Linked DNA regions of Mus musculus: all the other regions are linked to region 2. A link is a contact called in public ChIA-PET and HiChIP or PLAC-seq data. All regions are on one chromosome and are shown on one strand. Each heading gives the region's core, a stretch centred on a gene start, on an enhancer-like site or on the middle of the called end of the contact. The rest is flanking DNA. Distances are from core to core; before and after follow the strand shown.

Region 1 (2,862 bases), core at 59-2,558, 230 kb before region 2:
ACTGATAATGCACTCTCCTAGCATGTATGAGGTTCTGGGTTCAATTCCCAGCATCCACACAAAACCCTGGTAAACAGTACTTACTGAGTGCTGCCAGCCACTGTTCTGGGGCGGAACACAGAACAAAGCACTGTGCTTGCCACTCAGGGGGAGGAGGAGCTAACTGGGTCTTCTCAATAAGCCCATGTTTTCAACTGCCTGTGTTTGAAGCAACAGAAACAGAGCTCTGCATTTTACTTCTTGAGGTGCCCCGGAAGCTCTCAGGTTAAAAAAAGCATCTGGAATAATTTATCATGAAGTGAAAAAGGAGCTTCGGGCAAGCAGCCCTCAGCCACCCATAAATGACAGTACTGTATCACTACAGCGGAAGATGAACTTATTGATCTCGCAAGGGAGTGTAATGAACCGATGCTTGCTTGGTGGACACGGCAGCAGACAAAAAACTATCTAGCCACATAGTGCATGTAGTGGGCAGGAGAAGCCACAGAGTGGGAGACAGTTTCCAGAAAAGGGAAGCTGGAGTTGCATTTTCAAGCCATGTTGCAGACAGGCCCTGTGGGTGGAGCACCCATCCTGGGAAGATGAACTTGCTTCATGCCTGGTTTACAGCTCCTGGGTGCTTTTCATGGTCATACTGTGTTCCTCAGGGCACCCCCAGAGGGAGCTGCATAGCATGCTTCCTGTTTTATAGGCACTAGTGAAGGTAACTCTGAGGGTGGTGGCCATGGCTATGATCCTATCATGCAGGAGGCAGAAGTAGGAGGGTATCAGCTCACTAGATCCCTTCCAGTCTCAGACGTGTTTCCCTTTATGTAAAAAAAACTACCTCTTTATTCTTCTTCTTTCATAATGAAGGGTCAAAGGGTTGGGGAGGTGCTCGATGGTAGATGGGTTACCCAAATATAAGAGGCCATGGATTTGATCCTCTGTACTGGGGATGGGGGCCAGGCAAGGACGTTTCTTTACCTGTTTGAGTCTTCATCTCTGGCACCCAACATTCCTTAAAAGTACAAGCATGCCAAAAGAGTGACAGACAGTTGCTAAATTGGTCATCAGAAAAGTAAGTGACGCCTTCAAGGGAAAGCCAAGTTCCAACAGGGATTCATGTGCCTGGGACTTTGTACCAGTCTTTGGCTAGTTAAATGTCACCATCTGGACAGTGGGAAACTGCTGATTGTCACTCACTGAGTGTCTCCTGTGCAGAGGGACTGTCCTTCCCACTTCCCCAGTGTCCCCCAAGCTTGTGCAGGCTCTGGTTACCTGTTCTATTTCAAAGTAGCCAGGGTGTGGGCTAGGAGTTCCCCCAGAAGGAAGAAAAGGGAAGAGCTGTGTTCTGAAGAATGACCGGAGCCTCCACATAAAGGCTTCTCTTCTCTGGGGAGCCTTCGCTCTGTTGCAGCTGTGGAAGGCACTTCACAGGTCCATATCAGCAGGCTCTATGGAGATGCTCAGAAAACTCCTTCTTTTCTGCCAGCCATTAATTCCGTCCTTGTCCTGGACTGAAGAGTGGTGTTTTCCTTTGCATTTTGAGAATAGAGCCTTGACTAGCTCTAGCTCTGTTCTGTGTGTCCCAGTTTGAACCCTGAATCAGCAGCTACTTCTCAGACTACTTCAGGTTTGGGCCTGTGTTGAGGACAGGGACCACGCTTCAGCAGAAAGGTCAGTGATGTTCCAGATGTAAGAAGGAAGGAATCTAGAGATGTGAGTGCTCAGGCCTAATGGGGGCAAGGGTGTGTCTGTGACTTTTCCATTGGTGAAGTCCTGGACCACTAGGGAGAAACTTAGGAGATCACAGGAAAAACCCACAAGGGTGCCTCTCTCTGTGGAGAGGAAATCACCAAGTTGATAATAGTGAGAGAGAGAGAGAGAGAGAGAGAGAGAGAGAGAGAGAGAGAGAGAGAGAGAGAGAGGAGGATAGTACATAAGTACATACCAGGAAACCAAGCCATAAATTATGAAAGTATCAGTTACTCCCTGAGAGCCCCTGTTTTTAACTGACTTCTGTTGGTGGGGGAAGGGAATAGATCTATGTCTCAGGACTTTGGGTAGTAATTGCACATAGCAAAGCATTTCTTTCTTAATGTATAGGAAGAGCCAAGCTCTGGCTGAAATCCCATGAAACTGAATTAATTGTCTTGTCTTTTATTCTTCACTCCTGGGGAGGTCTGATTTCTCTCAGGTATCTGTGGATCTCCCAGAAGGCGAGGCTCTCCCAGGCACTGTGACTTCCATAATAGACTCCCTGGTGTCACTCTTCTCCCTCCGGGTCTACACATGTCATTTTGTGTGAATCCCATAGCCCAAAACCTTTACCTGAAATTTGAGATGTTTTCCCATAGAGTTTAGGGCATGAGTGCTCCCTGCTTTGCCCCAGGATCAATGAGAGGGTACCTTATATGTGTCCTTTCTCTTTCCTCCTACCCATCTCTGGGTCTATGCCACCATCCTGTGCAAACTCCACCCTCCCCTCCCCCATCAGCTCCACTAACTTCCTTCCTTCTTTTTATTTTGAATATTATAATTTAAAAAATTATTGCTTAATTATGTGGATTTTAGCCTATATGCATATCTGTGTACCATGTGTGCTCCCTGGTACCTACAGAGGCCAGAAGAGGGTGTCACATCCCCTGGAAATGGAGTTACAGATGGTTGTAAGCTACTCTGTGGGTACTGGGAATATATTTTTTTTGGCTTGAATTATGGCTCAGTGGCATAACATGTGCTTAGAAAGTTCCTAGGTTTCATCCCCAAATCACCAAATAATTCCTGTGGTGAATTTAGCACATACTAAAATGAGATAATCTCAGCATTTGCTCCAAACTGATTCCTCCAAGCTGGCAGTTCTCCCATCCAAGTACTAAC
Region 2 (2,700 bases), core at 73-2,572:
GAATTGAATGAAAATAAAAATACAATATACCAAAATCTATGAGCCACAATGATGGCCAGAGGAAGGTTTAGAGCACTAAATGCCTACATTAAAACAAACAGACAGAGAGAAATAGAGAGTGAGAGAGAGAGAGAGAGAGATAGAGAGAGAGAGAGAGACAGAGACAGAGAGAGACAGAGACAGAGACAGAGAGAAGAGTTCAAATAGTCTAATGATGAACTTGAAAGCCCAGGGAAAACAAGAACAAACACTACATATAAAATAATATTAGGGAAGAGGTATCAAAAAATCAGGGCTCAAATTAATGAAATAAAAAAAATAAATATCAACACAAATAGTTAATGAAATAAAGATTTTGTTCTTTGACAAGATAAACAAGACTGACAAACTCCTAACCAAATGAACAAAACCAGAGATGTAGAAGGAGGCAATATAACAGACACCAAGGAAAGAGAAAATCAAAAGGACAGAGCTAAAAACCCATACTCTCCTAATCTTTATTTTAAAGCAGTTTAATTGAAGTAAATTATAGAACTCTTAACATAATAGTAAAGTACTCTACAGCACACATTCAAAATAGAAGTCCACACCTCTACCTAGCACTCACAGCACAAGTGTAATGTCACACGGTCCATGCATTGTCTTTAAGAACTGCATGCAATGCCTACAGAGATGGGAGTCGGGGAGCTGCAGCTGTCTGTGCCAGTGGGGCTTGTTTTGCAACCTGCAATGCCCATTCATTTCTAGAACATGGCAGTTTCATGGTACATTGATACAGAAAGTCTTAGAAAAAAAAAAGCAAATTATTTCTAGTAGTCCTTTAGTTCTAAAGGTGAGACTAATGTGTTAACTTTCATGAAGCCATGCTGACTGAGCCACACAGGCATGGCCTTGCTAGAGCCAGAAGTTGCCCTAGGAAGGAAGCCCTGGAGCACTTCTATTCTTCCTCACGTCCTCTGTGTCCTGTGTCAGATCTGCTCTGGCTCTCAACTTCCTTCTGACTCACGGTCTTGCTCTGTCTCTACTTTACCACCAATCTTACCACTCACCTCTAACTCAAGCTTTCGAAAGCCCCTTCCTCCAAGAAGCCCCCCATGACTTGTTGGAAGTTGTCTCTGAAACCCCTCATTTTGATCTGGGATTTTATGGCACCGCCCTCCATTCTCTCCACCCTAAGTGTTTCCATGTCCTGTGATGCTGGAGTTCATCAACCCTCGTGCTCATGTGCTCTCCCTGAGTTGTGGCCCCAGGGGAAGGATGACAGAAACTGTGTTGACCTGGGAGGAAGAAGTGGGTTGTGGTGAAGTTCAGCGCCAGGAAACCAGGGTTGTGAGTGCAAGCAAGGGTCTCTAGGCGCCTCCCAGCCTTAAAGGGAAACCAGGGTTGTGAGTGCAAGCATGGGTCTCTAGGTGCCTCCCAGCCTTAACGTCTCAGAAGCAACTCATCTCTCTGTTGGCCTGCCTATTTGGTGCCCTAGCACTGTCTGCAATGAAGTAGTGTCCATGGCACACTCCTACTGAAACTAACAAGACACTTGATACATGGTGTTTAACAATGAAGACACAAACACAACATAAAAGAGAGAACTCCACTATTTATTGTGGATTTTAAAATCAGGAATATAAGCAATTACAGAGCTAATAAAAATGGTGAAATAAAGATAGGGGTCTTACAGAGAAGGACAACTACTGGCTTTGTGCACTGTATTTATTAGGTGTTTAAAATAACAAATGGTTCTGTACTTCTGCTTTGGAATTTAGTTTGTTTATGTCAGATATAATAACAGCACACAGGGAGGAGACAATGCGGTACATACTTATTTTGCAACAAAGGATTACAATTTCTACTTCCAGTCACTGTGATAAATAAACATACACTCATTTACCTTAAATAATCCACAGGGTACATATGCTGTGCTCTGGAATTAGTTTTGTCAACTCTAGAAGAGGAGCCTACATTATCCACAGATCAGTCTGAAGAGTGAAGTGCAACAGAGGCTGACGGAAGGATGGAGTGAGGTGAAAGCTGCCTGCAGGTCACAATGACCTGACTCTACTGCGCAAGCCACTCACCACTGAGTCACAGCTCAGTGCCTGGTCACTTGGGGCACCTCAAATCTTTACAAAACACAGCCCATGCCAGAGCAGCCTCTTTCCAGCTATGGAGCAAGACATTTCACCGCGTGGGAAGTGGCAGAGGGGGAGGGAGTGCTGCCTTGCCGAGGAGCCTGGCTTCATCTTTAGGCTGCATTGAAGACCACAAGCCTTCCCCAGGCCTTGTGGGTGTGACAGGGCCTCCACATACAGGTCCTTGTGAACCCTCCCCACACCACTGCAGTGATCCATCAGCTTAAGGCTGAGTGAGAACCACAAGCTTCAGTGTTTAGCACTGGGAGAAATGAAAGTCAGACTATGAAATTCAGAGTTCATACGAGGACTTGTGGATCACAAATTTATCCAAATATTAACATTTTTATGTGTAGACTGTATATTTTTCTTTACAGAAACAGGGTGGGGAGCTTAGAACCACTTGTATGAAATGGTTATTTTAAAGTTTAGGACAAAGCTCTAAAAACTGTGACTTCAAATCTCTTCTCAAATGTCTCACCTGGGCTGGAAACTGCCAACAGTAGGCCTAGAAGAGGGGCACTGAGAAGGGCACACACACACACCATGGGCCGCTCTGGACCATGATGGAGAA
Region 3 (2,700 bases), core at 187-2,686, 250 kb before region 2:
AAATGTAAATATTAACAACAAAAAGTCTTTGGTGTAACAAAAGTGTCTGCTGGGACATTATTATGTTAGTCCATTTCTGAGGGATAATTGTGTTTGTAACCCTGAGGGGTTTGCCTGAGGCCCCCAGTCAAAGAACACTTGACTGGTTGGTGAATCCCCCTGTGTTCTACATTCTTTTGCATGCCCAGCATCAATCCGAGCATACTGCTTACCTGTGGGAAGTGGGACAAGGGGAACAAACCTGCTGCTGAGTGATTGTTTCTGTGCTACACCTAACAATGCTCTTTGTTTCTATCCACAAAGCAGTAGCAAGCTGGCTTGGTAGCTTGTACACAGAGTAAAGTCAAATATCGACCAGTCTTTAATCTTACTGTAGAAACCAATTTGAATTTATTTTGTATTTCGTTCCCCAGACTACAGAGAGAGGCAATATGGATGATGTTTGTGTAGTATATCTCTATTTCCAGTTCTACAGAGAGCCTGTGCTGGACAAACTGGTGGATGTCCCTCAGTAAAAAGACGGGGAAACCAGCGGTATCTAAGCCTAAAGCTCTTCAAACATGCAGTTTGAAGGATGAACTGGCCTTTTGCAATGAAATATCCTTTTGGTTAAAATAGCAGCCATCAAATCCATAACAATGTATTGAGTACCTGCAGAACAGGCCTCTTTATGATTGGTTTCTAAAGTTATCGCATTTAAATGGTTGGCCCTCCATGTTCCAAGTCTCAAAGTACTTGCACATATATCCGTTGCTCAACAAAACTCGGTCATCTAAGACCATGTTGTCACCCCTATGTCTGGCCATCAGTGAACACAAGTAACAGCTGTGCTTTATTGAAGATTGTTCCAGACCCTCTTGCAGGCTCCTTATGCAAGCAAACTTGTTCACTACCATAGCAGCTTTGTACATAGGTAATACAATTGTCCTCATTTTATGGCTGATTAAAGTGAAGCACAAAGAGGTAAATATGCTCCCAATCTCCCTGCTCCTGTTTGGCAATGTTGGAGTAAGAAAGAGCAGTCAAACTCCAGATCACAGCACATACTACTAGAATGTACCATCTCAAAGAGGAAAATGAATCGAAGGAGAGAAAGCCATTGTGTAGAAACTGTCGGGGTAGCCAGGGGCAGAGCTGAGATCCATGCCTAGCTAGCTTATGAACGTTACTGGGACTCCAGGACAAAACCTACATCCAATAATCACAGTGTGCCCAAAGATGCACCGTGAGATGTTCCTGTGGTCTGAAGAGCTATGTAACTCTTCCATCTTGGGTTTCTGGTAACTCTCGACAATGTCCCCTGCCCAGTAGCCAATACTAATGTCACTTTCCAGTAGCCCACAATTTCCAATGAACTAGTTGTAGAGAGCTGGTTCTTACAGCCTAAGAGGTCTCCACTAGTGCCCTCAGCCTTAAGACGTGATTCAGAGACAGAGGTTCTGAAGCAAAGGGCAGACTGCTGGGTTCTAGTCCTAGCACTGTGTGACTCAGAGTCAGTCACTTCCTTTCTAGGAACATTTTCATCAGAGGGACGATGGGAACCAGAAGCCTCTGAAATCCCCATCTCCTCACTGTGTCCCCCTAGCACACATCTGTGACTGTTTTGGAGACCCCTTCTATATCCCTGAGTGCCTACCCTGAGCCTCTCCTGGGCTTCCCAATAAGTCATACACCAGGACCTTTTTGCCCTGTGTTTTATCCTCTCAAGACCCTGTGCTGATCTGTGACTAAGAATGCTTATCTCTTTATCACAGAAGCTAAATGGTTGTCGTTTCTTAATAATTCCCTTCTCCCAGGGGAACTCATGCCTCAGCCCTTTTCTTTTCTCTTCTTTTCTCTTCTCTTCTTTTCTTTTCTTTTTCTTTCTTGTCTTGTCTTGTCTTTTTTTTTCAAAGTAGAATTTTTATTAATTCTCTGGAAGTTTCACACCATGCTCCCCAATCATATTCACTCCCCAGCCCTGTGTTTGCCTTCCCAGTTGTGACCTCTCCCCTAAAAATATTTTAAAGATAAAAAAAGAGTAAAACATCTAATGTGTGCTATCTGCATGTACTCACTGGAGCTTGGCCAAACTCTCCCTAACCTGCCCTTAAACAGAACTGAGTCCTTCCCCTGCCGCACTTCCACCAGAAGCCATCAATCGTGGAGAGCTACATCAGCATCCTTATCATACTCTTGAGGTGTTCTCTTCAGTGGCTTCTAGTCTAGGCTGTTACTTTTGGGGAGAGAGGGGGTTGTGAGGGATAAGGGGTGTCACTGAAGTTTTCCACACTCCTCCCCCTCAACTATGTGTCTGCAGTTATTGATACGACAACCAAAGTAATCTCCTTGATCTTTGCCGTCAGTGCAAGCACAGACCATGTGCCTTCACACTGTTTCTGGAGACCATACTGACTACGAGCATGGTCCCCTCCTGCAGTAGGGGCCCAGACAAGTAGAACAAGGCCCTTGAAGGCAGCCCAGACCATCGACATCAACACAGCCTCTGGTGGCAGTGCAGGCCACAGATGGGCACATGGCAGAAGAGTGTGCCTGCCAGTGGATGTGTTGATGTCTGTGGCACGTGCTACCACCAAGGGTCATGCAGATGCCCATGGTCTGTGCTGTAGTCTAAGGCCATGCTGACATCCGTGGGTTGTGCTGTCCCTGGAGCCATACAGATATGAGTGGCCTGGACTGTCACCCAAGGCCATGCTGATG
Region 4 (2,845 bases), core at 273-2,772, 200 kb before region 2:
CAATAAAGCCTGCTATTTTGCATACCAATTAAGAATCTTGGAAAAGAAAGTGCCTGTTGCAAACTGTAGAGTTACCTGGGAATCCAGCTCTGCAGAGAGAGAGAGAGAGAGAGAGAGAGAGAGAGAGAGCGAGCCTTGGAGGGGAACAAACGGGATGGAGGTAAAGGCTATCCCTTGTTCTGCCCAAGCACCTAGAATTTGTTTTTTGGTCCAAAGCACTGCTGACCCTTTCCCTCGCCCCTTCTGTTTCTGTGACACTGGATCCTATACCATGGATGGTGCCTGGATAGAAGCAGAAATGTGGAGAGCATTCTCGGATCAGCTTGGGAGCTGGAGCTGCGTTTTTCTGACACACGGACACTTGGGAACACATTCTTCCGAGTTTCCCACTGTCAGTAAGTTGTCTTCCATTCCTTAGCCAGGGACTCATATCTTTCTTCAAAAGTGCCTCCCCCTTCCTTTCTGTGTGGCCTACCCATGTCCACAGTGAACCCAGATAGGCCCAAAAGCAACAGTTCTCACCTTAGAAACCTGGGATGAGTGAGCACCAAGATCTTCCCTTTCATAAACAAAAGTTAAAAGGAAGGAAGAAGAGTTTGGACACTTTCCTAGAACGAGTTGCTTTCCCTCCGAGTGCTCTCTCTCTTCTCTCTCAGTGTCTCTCTCACTCTCACCCCCTCCCCTCAGTAGTTGTTTCCATTTATGCCTCTTTCTCTTTCTGTCTCTCTCAGGCATGTTCTTTCTCTGTCTCTCTCTCTGTCTCTTGGTTTCTCAGTTTTTTTTTTTCCTTCCTGACATCAAAGGGCAGAAAAGAAACTTACCTTGTTTAAACTGACCAGGACCAGGACAGGGTGCCCACCCACACAGAGACAAGTGTGAAGAAGTATGGTTAGTCACTTTACAAAAAGAAACTTCTCACTGGGGAGAACAGAGAGCGAGAGGTCAAATTATTTATACATTTCATATGATAAGAGATGATCAGAGTCTATTAAGCCAGGTGGACAACCAAGGCATTGAAAGGATAACCACAAGCACAACCTCACCAAGCCAGATCTTTGCCCTGTTGGTGCATCTATACCAGGTCCTGGGAATCTGGGTTTCTGAGGAAACTGAAGGATTTTCTGGAAAGAACTGTCATAGGCATATGGAAGCTTGGTTTCTGCCTTGGAAGCCATGTGGACAGAAAGTGCAATGGTCTGGCTTTTCTGAGTCTGGAGCAGGCTTCTCTTTGAGTGTTTTTTTCTCCCTATGGCATAGACACGCCCTCTCAGGTCTGCCTTCTCACCCTCCCCTCATTTCAAGCATGTGCTCATATCCAAGAGCCAAGTTCATTTGAGACCTACTGGCTCTGAGGGGTCACAAGAAGCCTGTTGACTGCTGGTGCCATGGCAACCACTCTCACAGAGTCCAAGGCAACGGAGGCCTGCCTTCCCAGATATACCACTTCTATGTTTTTCTTTTTTGGTAATTTCCTTTGACCCTGAGTTAACTCATCCCCATTCCCATTATCGTTGGACTACAGGTCACCCAGGCTTCAGGCATAACTGTTAAAGGTAGGAAATCGTATGCCTCTGTGGCACTTCGGTGCTTCTAGAAGCTTCTAGAGGGTTATCGGCTTATGTGGCCTTTGCATTACTTTTAAGCTTCTAGCTTCAAAGTTTCACCCTCTTGGGTAACAGTTTCTTCTGATATTGAAACATTCCATCATTCAGGGAGCCTTTTTAAACAGGGAGGTAAGCAACTCAAAAATAGCTTCAGCCCTGAAACTGACCAGATTCACTAGTCTGTGTCAGCATAATAAAAAGCTGAGAGTAACTCTCAGACAGGACAAGCTGCAGAGAAGACTCTGAGACCAGACCAGTTGTCTGGAAGAGATTCAAGTCCAGAGCTACAACCCAACTTACTGAGCTCCCTGCAGACAGGGTGTGCTGTGTGATCCAGGTTCCCAGGGTTATCTATGCTACTGTGGGATTTGGTGATGCAGTTTGTATTTGTGTTTTTTTTTCTGCTCCTGTAATTAACTCCTTCAACCTTATTTCTGTGAATAACCCCCAACAAAACTCACTGGTTCACCAAGTTGGACTTGGTTGGTATTTGTTTTTGGTTTGTCATGAGTTTCCTCTCTGGGGTGAGCAGACTTGTGTGTTGCATCTCCTTGGGACAACTTTTGTCGTACAATACAGCCCTGAACTGGAGGTTTATCATAGAACAAAATACAAATACTCTTTCTTTTGTCCACAGAGCTTGATAAACACCTACCGTGGTTACCACTGCAAACATGCTGCCGAGTATTGATGTTCCCATCCATATTCCATCCTTGTTTCTAACAGGAGGACTTCAGATGGCACACTGCACACTGTCCTTGTGATGGGTGATTCGATGGTTTACCAACTTGTATCCAACATTACTTCGTGAAAGAACAGTTCTAACAATTTTGTAAGATTACCTTATAATTCCTAATTCCTTCCCTACATATGTATAACTCTTGGAATTTTTACTGAATTGATTATAATAGCCATTTTTCCTTTTTTTTTTAAAGTGTCTAGTCACGGCATTTATTCACATATTTTAAAATTAAGAATTATTTCATTTATTTTTATAGGACCTGTGATTATGTTTTTTTATTTTTATTTTATTATTTTTTTAGATTTATTTTTTTCACTTTTTATTGGGTATTTATTTCATTTACATTTCCAATGCTATCCCAAAAGTCCCCCACATGCTTCCCCACCCACTCCCCTACCTACCCACTCCTACTTCTTGGCCCTGGCGTTCCCCTGTACTGAGGCATATAAAGTTTGCACAACCAATGGGCCTCTCTTTCCACTGATGGCCAACTAGGCCA
Region 5 (2,794 bases), core at 46-2,545, 150 kb before region 2:
GGAGATGACCTTTGTACTAAGACCTCAAAAAAGCTATGCAAAGAATTGGGCGTTGAGATGTCAGTAACACAGGACCCTGTGTAAGATCAAGCCTAGGATGTCTAAGAAAAAACAGAGCAGCCCCTGGGGCTGATTCCAGGAAGGGGGAGGGTGATCTAAGGCCAGCAGAATTGGGCTTGAAACATGGCATTATCTTCATTCAACAAGTACTGGCATCTACTGGGTGTAGGGCGTTGTCAAGAATACAAAATGGAAATGAGAAACCTTTAGTTCAGTGGTTCTCAATCTTCCTAATGCTGTGACTCTTTAATATGGCTACTCATAACTTGGTGACCCCCAACCATAAAATTATTTTCATAACTGTAATTATTTTCATAACTGTAATTTTGCTACTGTTTTAAATAGTAATGTTAAGTATCTGTGTTTTCTGAGGGTCTTGGGTTACCCAAGTGAAAGGGATGTTCAAACCCCCAGGTCTTAGTGCCTATAAAGGAAATTAAAATTTTACCAAGGATAAGCCAGGCACGGTGGTGCACACCTTTAATCCCAGGTGCACACCTTTAATCCCAGCACTCGGGAGGCAGAGGCAGGTGGATTTCTGAGTTCGAGGCCAGCCTGGTCTACAAAGTGAGTTCCAGGACAGCCAGGGCCAGGGCTACACAGATGTCTCGGGGAAAAAAAAATTACCAAGGATGATAGATGGCCCACATGCTAGAATGCATGCACACGCTAGACAAAACCGCAGTGCAGGTACGTGGGGGCTTTCTGGGGGTAGTCATTGCAACACACTGCCCTGAAAAAGACCATTTAGAGACAGTTGGGTTCCTCTCCTCGACCAGGGTCACGTCTCTGCAGAGGTGAGTCACCTAGCCCACCTTTCCCAGAGCATGCTCCTTCTCGGTCTGAGTTGGGTGGGGCAGGGCCCACAGGAATCCCCCGCCTTGTTGGCTCAGAAAACCCAGACAGGGGAGCCCCTCTAACAGGGGAGTCAAGGCCTGAGACACTGCCCGTAACTGGCACCAGGGAGCCCCAGGGGAAACCGCCTTTAGGGACTTGGGGACCCCCCTACCGCTGCGCCTGCCTCCGTCCACCCCACCCCCCACCCGGCGCGCGTGCGCAAACTGCAGGGTTGTAGGCTGGGGCTCATGCGCGAGCACGAGCGCGTGCGCGCTGGGCGTCCGGCCGCGGGGGCGAGGGCCGCTGTCCCCGACGTCCGCACGGCCGGACAGTAATGCCGCGTCCCGGGTGGAGCGCGCAGCGAGCGCCGCCCTGGCGCCGCCTCCCGCTGCCCCGCCCGCCTGCCCGCCCGGCTGCGCGCCCGGTCTCCTCCCGCGAGCGCGGAGCGGCGAGCCCGGCGCGGCCATGGGGAGTGGGATGAGCCAGGTAACGTCCGGTCCCGGCCGCACCCTCTTTTCTGCAGCCTCCGCAGCCCTGACCCGCACAGCGTGCCCCTTTGAGAGCGGGGGACCCATGCTGGAGCTGGTCTGTCTCCCTCCCCTGAGACCGGGCCCCTTGACGTCTGCCACCCACAGCATTGGTGAACCGGGCCAGATGGGCGGCTTCTGTAATTTCCTCTTTTCCCCAGATTTGTGTGCGCGTGCACAGATAAGCCACTCTGGTGGGGGAAGTTCACGGAAACCCTAGAACTGACATGGCTTTCGGTGTCTGGAGCTGGTTGACCCTGGGTTGTGGGGCTTCCTTAGGGCAACCTGTTGGCTGGCTGTTGTGGCCGCAAGGCCTTCTAGAAACTCTTTCTTTGCCCCTGTGGTGGCCCAAACCTTCTGGGCCGGTTTTCTCACCCCTACCCCCTAGATTGAGGATGATCTGGCGGTGACAGTCCTCCGGGTTCTATTTGTGTCAGTCTCAAGGTTAAGGAACTTGCTGGTTCAAAGAGAAATCTTACTAAGGCTCTGGATGCCCAGGACTAAGACAAGTACTTCTACAAGTATTTTAAATGGTCCTGGGTTTGGTTAGCTTCTGGTGTTACCCCCCATCTTGTCTCCACTTACTTTATCCATCATGTTTATAGGTTCTAACGGTGTGGCTCGCTTTCTCCCCTTCTTTCTTCACCCTTTCACATTTGTCTCTGCTTTGTGGCGAGGGGCTCTGCAGTGGTTTAGTTACTTCCATGGGAATGATTATTGAGGCAGAGATCCAAGACCGAGGAGGGAACGAACATGTCTTTGATGGAAGCCTGCATGCTCCTTGCACAGTCTCCATGTTTTTGTGCGTTGTGACTTTTGTGTGTTGGTGACTAGGATTTTATTATTTTATTATTATTATTATATTATTATTATTATTATTATTATTTTCGCCAGTGATCAAATTTGAAACAAACTCCCTCTCATGAATATATGCTTGTATTATGTTCCCATTAGCACAGGGATCAGTCATCGCTCTGAGCTTTCTGCTTTTAAAATTAGACCGGTTGAAGATGTCCGCCTGGGGCTGACAGACTCTGCTTGCTTTCCCTTGACATTTCTAGTTGGCGCCACTGTTTACTGTCCCTTTCTGCATTTGGTTTCTAGTATTTTATATTCTAATTGAAAGAATGGGTTTAGGTATACAAGTGATTGATTGCCTAAGGGATATTCTTTTCATACTTCTCAGCGAAGGTGGCAGTATTCATATCCACATTGTGCTATTTACTTCTTATAGTAGATTCCTTGACTATTTTATTATCATAACCAGCTTGTACAGACACAGTTTCTAGTGTAGAGATGGAAAACTATACGGACAGAGAAATGTAGATGTTCAGTGGTTCAATACTTACAGTCTGTACTGAATATATGTT
Region 6 (2,772 bases), core at 74-2,573, 160 kb after region 2:
TACTGGCATTCTTCAGCATGTAATCACCAAGTGATTGGGTCTTTAAATCGTGTTGTGTCCGAATTTTAATCTGAAAAACTGGTTTTTACGTTGCTGATTTGAAGTTCTAAAAGATCACCAATGGATTCGGCTTGGGAGTAAGGACAAATTTGCAACAATCTCCAAAATGTTTCTAACTGTCCTTCTACCACTGTGTACTATGTATTTGTATGTAGAACTGCTCTTCCTACCGATGATTAGAAAATTAAAATAATCAATCAGCTCTGGAAAGCCCTGAAGATGCTCAGTGTCCCGTAGTTACAAATATTAAACCAAGACTTAACTATGTATGTGAAAAGAACCGAGTTATCCAACTCTATGCTTTCATCTTTAATAAATGGTAAGTTTGATGTATACAAAAATTGTCCTAAAATAAAAAGCTTTGTGATTTACAGATAGTGAATACATAGATTGTCTACCTATTTTATAAACTTACATATAAAACCATGGAAATTCTTTATAAATTTTTGGTGGCAAAAGTTGAAGAAGCCCCATACTAGAATACAGCCTTTACAAATGTTTTGAATGTAATCTTCAAGGTATCACCTTTTGGAAGGTAATAGTTCAAAATGTCTGGTACAGTAAATTAAATAATTGAAAAAGAAAAAAAAAGGACTACTTTCTAATAACTCCAAAAATTGTTTCCAACAAACAGAGGTTCCCCTGCTTAAAAATACTGTCTACTGTGTCAAACAAAAGAGAACATGTAAGAGGCAAGCACACATCAGCGTCTTTCTGTCACCTTTCGAATCACAAATTGTTCACACTTAGATCATTCTTGTTTTGACTTTCAGTTCCTTGCCATTGGGGGAATCTGTTACCAAGCCTGGGCCATCACAAGCTAAGCTTTATAAACAAAGTTAGTAGAGAGATAACCAGTTGCCATTAGTGTTTTTAGTGTAAGGCATTCAAATGGCCGAATGGAGGTGTGGCTGAACCCGCACTTGCTGCTCCCAGAGTAGTAAAGGAAACCATTCAAGCTTCCCGTCCACGTTAGCGCGGGGGACTTAAACAGATTCCAAGCAGACCCTGCACACCAGCCGCTCCTCCGGGTCCAGCCCGGCGGCCTGCGCGGAGGCGGGTGGGGAAGGCTCGGCCCGCGGCTCCCACACTCAGCCCCGCGCCCCGGGTCCCTCACCGCGCCTCCCCAGGTCGCCCAGCCCCGACGGTCCCGTGCCACCGCGGAATTCCACTCCGGACCCGGGGCGTCCTCACCCAGGACGCGACACTCACCTGCAGCTTGCAGGCGGTGTCAGGTCCCAGCCAACCGGTTCCAGGCCGCCGCAGCCAGCACTAGGGCCGCACTTCCGCACGCCGCGAGCGCCGAGCGCGTCGATCCGCCGCCTAGCCGAGCACCGAGTGCTGGATGGACCGCCTCTTCCCAGAGGGGAAGGAATAGAAGGAGGACCAGACTATGGAGAAGGGAAGTTAGAGGATATCGACGGCATGGAAGTGGACAGAGAGGGAAGAAAGGGAAAGTGGGGAGGGAGGAGGAGAGAAGGGTGGAGAGGTGGAAAGGAGAAGAGGAATTGATGGGAAAGGGAGAAAAGAAGGAGGGAAGCAGAAAGGAGGAGAGGGAGAAAGTGGAAGGGTGGAATTCGGGGAGGAAAAAGAGGGGAGGGGTAAAGAGGATACAGTCGGTTAGAGTCACAGTAGATGTTGCCCAAGAGTCCACAGCGGTCAGGGATCAGCACCAGGTCAAGAGGCAAACCTCAGTCAAAGGACTGCATCTAGCCAGGAGTGCCCGCCTTATTAAGATTTCTCACAGGTCAGAGCTTTGGGGTCCCAAGGGTCTGAGTGGCAAATTGATTTGCAAACTCACAAGACCCCCATATTATAGAAACGACTGCTATCTACAGCCCATAAGCCCTAAGGTTTGAAGGTACCCTCCTGTGGACTCTGGAGATGGCCAGCTGAACTGAAGCAGACATATCCCTGTGGCTTCCTCTGTAGCAGGAACGAAGGACAGTGATCTTCAGCAGAGGATAATGGCAGAAGCATAGGGTCTACCTGTGGTTGTGTTGCCATGACTGTGGAGAGAAGTAGCTACGGGGTGCCCATTATCTAAGACCAATAACAGCCTAACCTTTCTAATGCTGAGACCCTTTAATACAGTTCCCCATATCGTGGTGACCCCCAACCATAAAATTATTATGTTGCTACTTCATAGCTGTAATTTTACTACTGTTATGAAGGCAATGTAAATATCTGTTTTCCGATGGTCTTAAACAACCCCTGCGTGAAGATCATTCCCCCAGGGGGGTTAAGAGCCACTGGCCTAAGCTATTTTTTTTTCAGATATCTTTCTGTGAAGCATACCTTATGCTTCATTCAGTACATACACTGAAGAGGGTGTCGTACAGGCACTATGAATTAAGAGATATTGTATGGCTTCATTTTTCTCTCCTATTTGTGAGAAGATACGTCAAAGTGTTTCCAGACCATCCATTTTGAAGATCAAGGGAACACTCTTTATTCGTGAGCAAGAGACTTGGCAGCAGAGGTCCTAAGGAAATACTGTAAGAAATCTCTGGCAGTCACGGAGCCTTTCACTGTGAAACAAAACCCTTCAGGTCTCAGTGACATGCCATTTGTCAGGTAAGGCTGCCTATCATCAAAGCCAGAATGGTGGCTCTGGAAAACTCACAGAGTTTTCCCTGGATCAAAAAAAAATAATAATAATAAATATACTATGCTAGTGAAACAGAAACACTCAGAAGAGGAAAGAGACTC
Region 7 (2,700 bases), core at 7-2,506, 130 kb before region 2:
AAATATAAAAAAAGAAACAGAAGCAAATCAAAGCAAATATTTATAATATGATCTCTTATACAAAATGTAAAATCATCATCATATTTCTATTACATATATAAATAGAGTCTGAAAGAATAATAACAGACCCCCAAGAATGAAGGAGTAGTTTTTTCCTTATGTTCTTTTAATCTTTAATTGTCTTGTTCCAGTAAGAACAGTGGTTCTCAACCTTCCTAATGCTATGACTCTTAATACAGTTTCTCATATTGTAGTGACCCCCCAATCATTAAATTATTTTGGTTTCTTCTTCATAGCTGTAATTTTGCTACTGTTATGAATCATAATGTAAATATCTGATGGGTAACCCGTGTGTAAGGGCTGTTTGACCCCCAAAGAAGTCTTGACCATAGGTTGAAAACCACTGCAACAAGAGTATCTCTTTGAGTGATGGCCAAGAGAGATTAGTGAGCAATATCCTTAGTGCCTGTGATAACAATGGGTATATTGCATGTGCATATTCAGGCTTAGCTTGAAAAAATTGTGTGCGTGTGTGTGTGTGTGTGTGTGTGTGTGTGTGTGTGTGTGTGTATTTATCACCGTGTGCCATGGATTCTTGTGTGATACGTGGCATCAAACATCCTTTGTGGTCTGTGGTCAGCAGATACAAAGAAAGTATATCTTCCACTTCATGTTGTCTTAATCTTCAAAGGCAGAAGCTAGCCCAGGACATGTCTACAACGACAGAGGCTTTGTTTTCAACATCAAACAGTCTGTTTCTACTGGGTTGACTGGGCATAGGAATGCATTTATGCCCTTCTTTCAGGATTCACAGATCCACCTAGTGCTGCAGCTTCAAGCACTGGGCAGTGATTCCTCTGTAGATGCCTGCTGTCTCCTCCAAACTGGCTGATTTTGTTTTTTACCAGCCTTGCACAAGCACCAAACTACCCACTGGTGGTGAATCCCAGTGTCTTGGGAAGCAAGCAACTGTTTGCCCTGGGCTTAGTTTCTAATTGATGGTTGTTTCTTACAACCTTAGCTGGGTCTCGCTTCTCTAGGAAATTTTCTAGATGTCATCTCAAAATCAGTGGTACCTACTCTGCTCAGGGGTTACAGTACCTCTTGTGTGTTAAAGCAAATTTGTTTGAAGCCAACCCCAGACTTAAATAGATATGACTCAAATAGAAATAATTACTGTAGGGATCGAAAACTGTCTAGTAATTGTTCTTTCTTGACTCAGCTTGTGTGGAGCAGCCAAGTGCAGAAGAGATTGGCTCTTATGTGCCTGCTGCTCTTCTGCCAGCATCCTGTCTGCAAATGGAGTACTAGTGTGATGAGGCTTCGTGGGGCAAGAGGAAGGCTGGAGCCCCTGATACCATGTGATTCTGAGGAAATGTGTTTCTTAAACCTCCAAAATGAAGGAATGCTATGTTTGCCTCCTGGGAGCATAGCCAGGCTTTCAGTTGTCCCTCCTCATCAGACTTCCCTGGAGTGCTCCTGCTCCCTAGCCTACCTTGGATTGCTGGATGATACAAAGAAATATCAAGGGGTTCTACATTGATACAGACACATAAATCATCCCAGTGTTGCAGAGTTGCAAATGTGTATCAGGTAGAAGGGTCCCCAAGGCACCCAGGAGAATGTGACAGCCAGGAAGACTGTACCAAAGGGTGAGAGTTTTGTTTGGTCCTGAAAAATAACAAGAGCTTGCTAGGTGGTGACAGTGAGGACAGTTGAATGTGATTCCTAGTAAAGAGCAACACATGGTAATGCGGTGCAGGGTGTGTCCTGGCCTGTTGGAAAGGCTCAGCAGACAGAGTGCAATGCATCAGAGTGGCTAGACTGGAAAGGCAGCCTCAGAAAGGAGGACCAGTTGTTTGTTAGGCTTTAGAGTCTTGTGGGAGTTAGAGACTCACCCAAGATTTGTGTACCAATCAAGTGACACAGTCAGACTGCTTTTCCAGTAGTTATCAGTGCAGAAACAGAAGGGAGGGAGGAGATACACATCTTAGAGACCCCTGGAAGCTCTGCCCTATTCCTAGTTAGAAATAAGGGTTTGACCTGGACTACTAAGGAGTGAGATCTGTTTTCTAGAAATAAAAGATCAGATTGGATCTGGGACTGTCGCACAAAATGATACAGCAATGTTAAAAATGAAAGAATGGGGAAAGATTCAAAAGCAAATTGAGCCAAAAGAAAGAGGGACCAACAGTGGTTCCCTGTTGTCTATTAGACAAACACATGATGGGTACAAAGCAAAGAGTCAGCTACTGTAATGTCAGAAGGAGTAATCCATCAAAAAGATGTAACAACCATTAACCTCTGGGCACCTCAGAAACAAGTTAAAAATAGCCATTTCTTGGGTAGAGTGGAAAGGAATTATCTCCTGTTCAGTTGTGGGGTGGGGCAAGGGAGGTGTCAGAGTACCTTACATAATAGCTTCATGGCGCAGACACTCGGACAACTGATGGATATGCACACCCGAGAGCTCTGGGTGATATGTTCCTGCTGTTTTCCAAAGCTTGTTAGAAATGCAGGTCCATTCAGTGCTCCAGAGAGAGTATAGGTTGGACAGAAATACTTGAGCATTTTCTCGGTAAAATGTGTGGCCACTTCATTGGGTCTGAATAAAACCATACGAGAAAGTGGCAAGATAGGATGGCCAGGGAGTCATGTTTGTTATATTACGGTGTTGGTGTTTGCAGCGTTGTGGAAGAT

Evidence for each region. ChIA-PET counts read pairs in DNA pulled down with a chosen protein or histone mark. HiChIP or PLAC-seq counts read pairs in DNA pulled down with a chosen protein or histone mark.
Region 1: a BATF HiChIP or PLAC-seq map of CD8 T cells shows a contact between it and region 2, with 7 read pairs. The contact joins two enhancer-like sites. A contact is called at or near these places in 2 of 15 datasets of contacts at CTCF or cohesin (CD8 T cells and large pre-B cells), 2 of 484 Hi-C or Micro-C datasets (bone marrow-derived macrophages and nephron progenitors) and 5 of 115 datasets of contacts at active chromatin or transcription factors (CD8 T cells, T-cell acute lymphoblastic leukemia, effector CD8 T cells and 2 more).
Region 3: a BATF HiChIP or PLAC-seq map of CD8 T cells shows a contact between it and region 2, with 9 read pairs. The contact joins two enhancer-like sites. A contact is called at or near these places in 3 of 15 datasets of contacts at CTCF or cohesin (CD8 T cells, large pre-B cells and pro-B cells), 2 of 484 Hi-C or Micro-C datasets (bone marrow-derived macrophages and nephron progenitors) and 4 of 115 datasets of contacts at active chromatin or transcription factors (CD8 T cells, T-cell acute lymphoblastic leukemia, effector CD8 T cells and 1 more).
Region 4: a contact with region 2 is called in a BATF HiChIP or PLAC-seq map of CD8 T cells, with 15 read pairs. The contact joins the promoter of 4930519D14Rik here to the enhancer-like site in region 2. A contact is called at or near these places in 2 of 484 Hi-C or Micro-C datasets (bone marrow-derived macrophages and muscle stem cells) and 1 of 115 datasets of contacts at active chromatin or transcription factors (CD8 T cells).
Region 5: a BATF HiChIP or PLAC-seq map of CD8 T cells shows a contact between it and region 2, with 9 read pairs. The contact joins the promoter of Dusp22 here to the enhancer-like site in region 2. A contact is called at or near these places in 1 of 39 promoter capture datasets (macrophages), 2 of 484 Hi-C or Micro-C datasets (Th1 cells and macrophages), 3 of 115 datasets of contacts at active chromatin or transcription factors (CD8 T cells, bone marrow-derived macrophages and large pre-B cells) and 3 of 9 other capture datasets (adipose tissue, liver and macrophages).
Region 6: an RNA polymerase II ChIA-PET map of memory CD8 T cells shows a contact between it and region 2, with 307 read pairs. The contact joins the promoter of Exoc2 here to the enhancer-like site in region 2. A contact is called at or near these places in 1 of 484 Hi-C or Micro-C datasets (CD8 T cells), 5 of 115 datasets of contacts at active chromatin or transcription factors (the 230-238 cell line, CD8 T cells, the SCID.adh cell line and 2 more) and 2 of 9 other capture datasets (liver and pancreatic islet).
Region 7: an RNA polymerase II ChIA-PET map of memory CD8 T cells shows a contact between it and region 2, with 368 read pairs. The contact joins two enhancer-like sites. A contact is called at or near these places in 1 of 484 Hi-C or Micro-C datasets (nephron progenitors) and 2 of 115 datasets of contacts at active chromatin or transcription factors (effector CD8 T cells and memory CD8 T cells).

What each region holds. Positions count from the first base shown.
Region 1 is chr13:30,582,128-30,584,989 of GRCm38.p6, forward strand. No RefSeq gene overlaps it. Among named protein-coding and RNA genes, the nearest start is that of Gm35109, 31 kb to the right of the region's middle. Within about 2 kb of position 1,309, at least 27 of the 459 cell types and tissues checked have an H3K27ac peak or open chromatin away from gene starts, as enhancers often do. A contact at or near this core is called in CD8 T cells, where this site is marked.
Region 2 is chr13:30,812,344-30,815,043 of GRCm38.p6, forward strand. It overlaps Exoc2 (exocyst complex component 2), which reads right to left. Exons shown (of 28, transcript NM_025588.2): 28 at 1,575-2,700. Among named protein-coding and RNA genes, the nearest start is that of Irf4, 64 kb to the left of the region's middle. Within about 2 kb of position 1,323, at least 51 of the 459 cell types and tissues checked have an H3K27ac peak or open chromatin away from gene starts, as enhancers often do. A contact at or near this core is called in the 230-238 cell line, CD8 T cells, Th1 cells and 2 more, where this site is marked.
Region 3 is chr13:30,563,690-30,566,389 of GRCm38.p6, forward strand. No RefSeq gene overlaps it. Among named protein-coding and RNA genes, the nearest start is that of Uqcrfs1, 20 kb to the left of the region's middle. Within about 2 kb of position 1,437, at least 14 of the 459 cell types and tissues checked have an H3K27ac peak or open chromatin away from gene starts, as enhancers often do. A contact at or near this core is called in CD8 T cells, where this site is marked.
Region 4 is chr13:30,613,521-30,616,365 of GRCm38.p6, forward strand. 4930519D14Rik (RIKEN cDNA 4930519D14 gene) reads left to right here and starts at 1,523. Exons shown (of 4, transcript NR_045975.1): 1 at 1,523-1,553; 2 at 2,242-2,436. Gm35109 (a long non-coding RNA gene) reads right to left here and starts at 1,355. Exons shown (of 4, transcript XR_001780836.2): 1 at 1,044-1,355; 2 at 822-918.
Region 5 is chr13:30,658,764-30,661,557 of GRCm38.p6, forward strand. It overlaps Dusp22 (dual specificity phosphatase 22), which reads left to right and starts at 1,296. Exons shown (of 7, transcript NM_001037955.4): 1 at 1,296-1,383. The coding sequence starts at 1,363. It overlaps Gm35158 (a long non-coding RNA gene), which reads right to left and starts at 1,280. Exons shown (of 3, transcript XR_382157.3): 1 at 688-1,280.
Region 6 is chr13:30,972,724-30,975,495 of GRCm38.p6, forward strand. Exoc2 (exocyst complex component 2) reads right to left here and starts at 1,324. Exons shown (of 28, transcript NM_025588.2): 1 at 1,273-1,324.
Region 7 is chr13:30,681,380-30,684,079 of GRCm38.p6, forward strand. The region is part of intron 3 of Dusp22 (dual specificity phosphatase 22); the gene reads left to right. Among named protein-coding and RNA genes, the nearest start is that of Dusp22, 23 kb to the left of the region's middle. Within about 2 kb of position 1,257, at least 32 of the 459 cell types and tissues checked have an H3K27ac peak or open chromatin away from gene starts, as enhancers often do. A contact at or near this core is called in effector CD8 T cells and memory CD8 T cells, where this site is marked.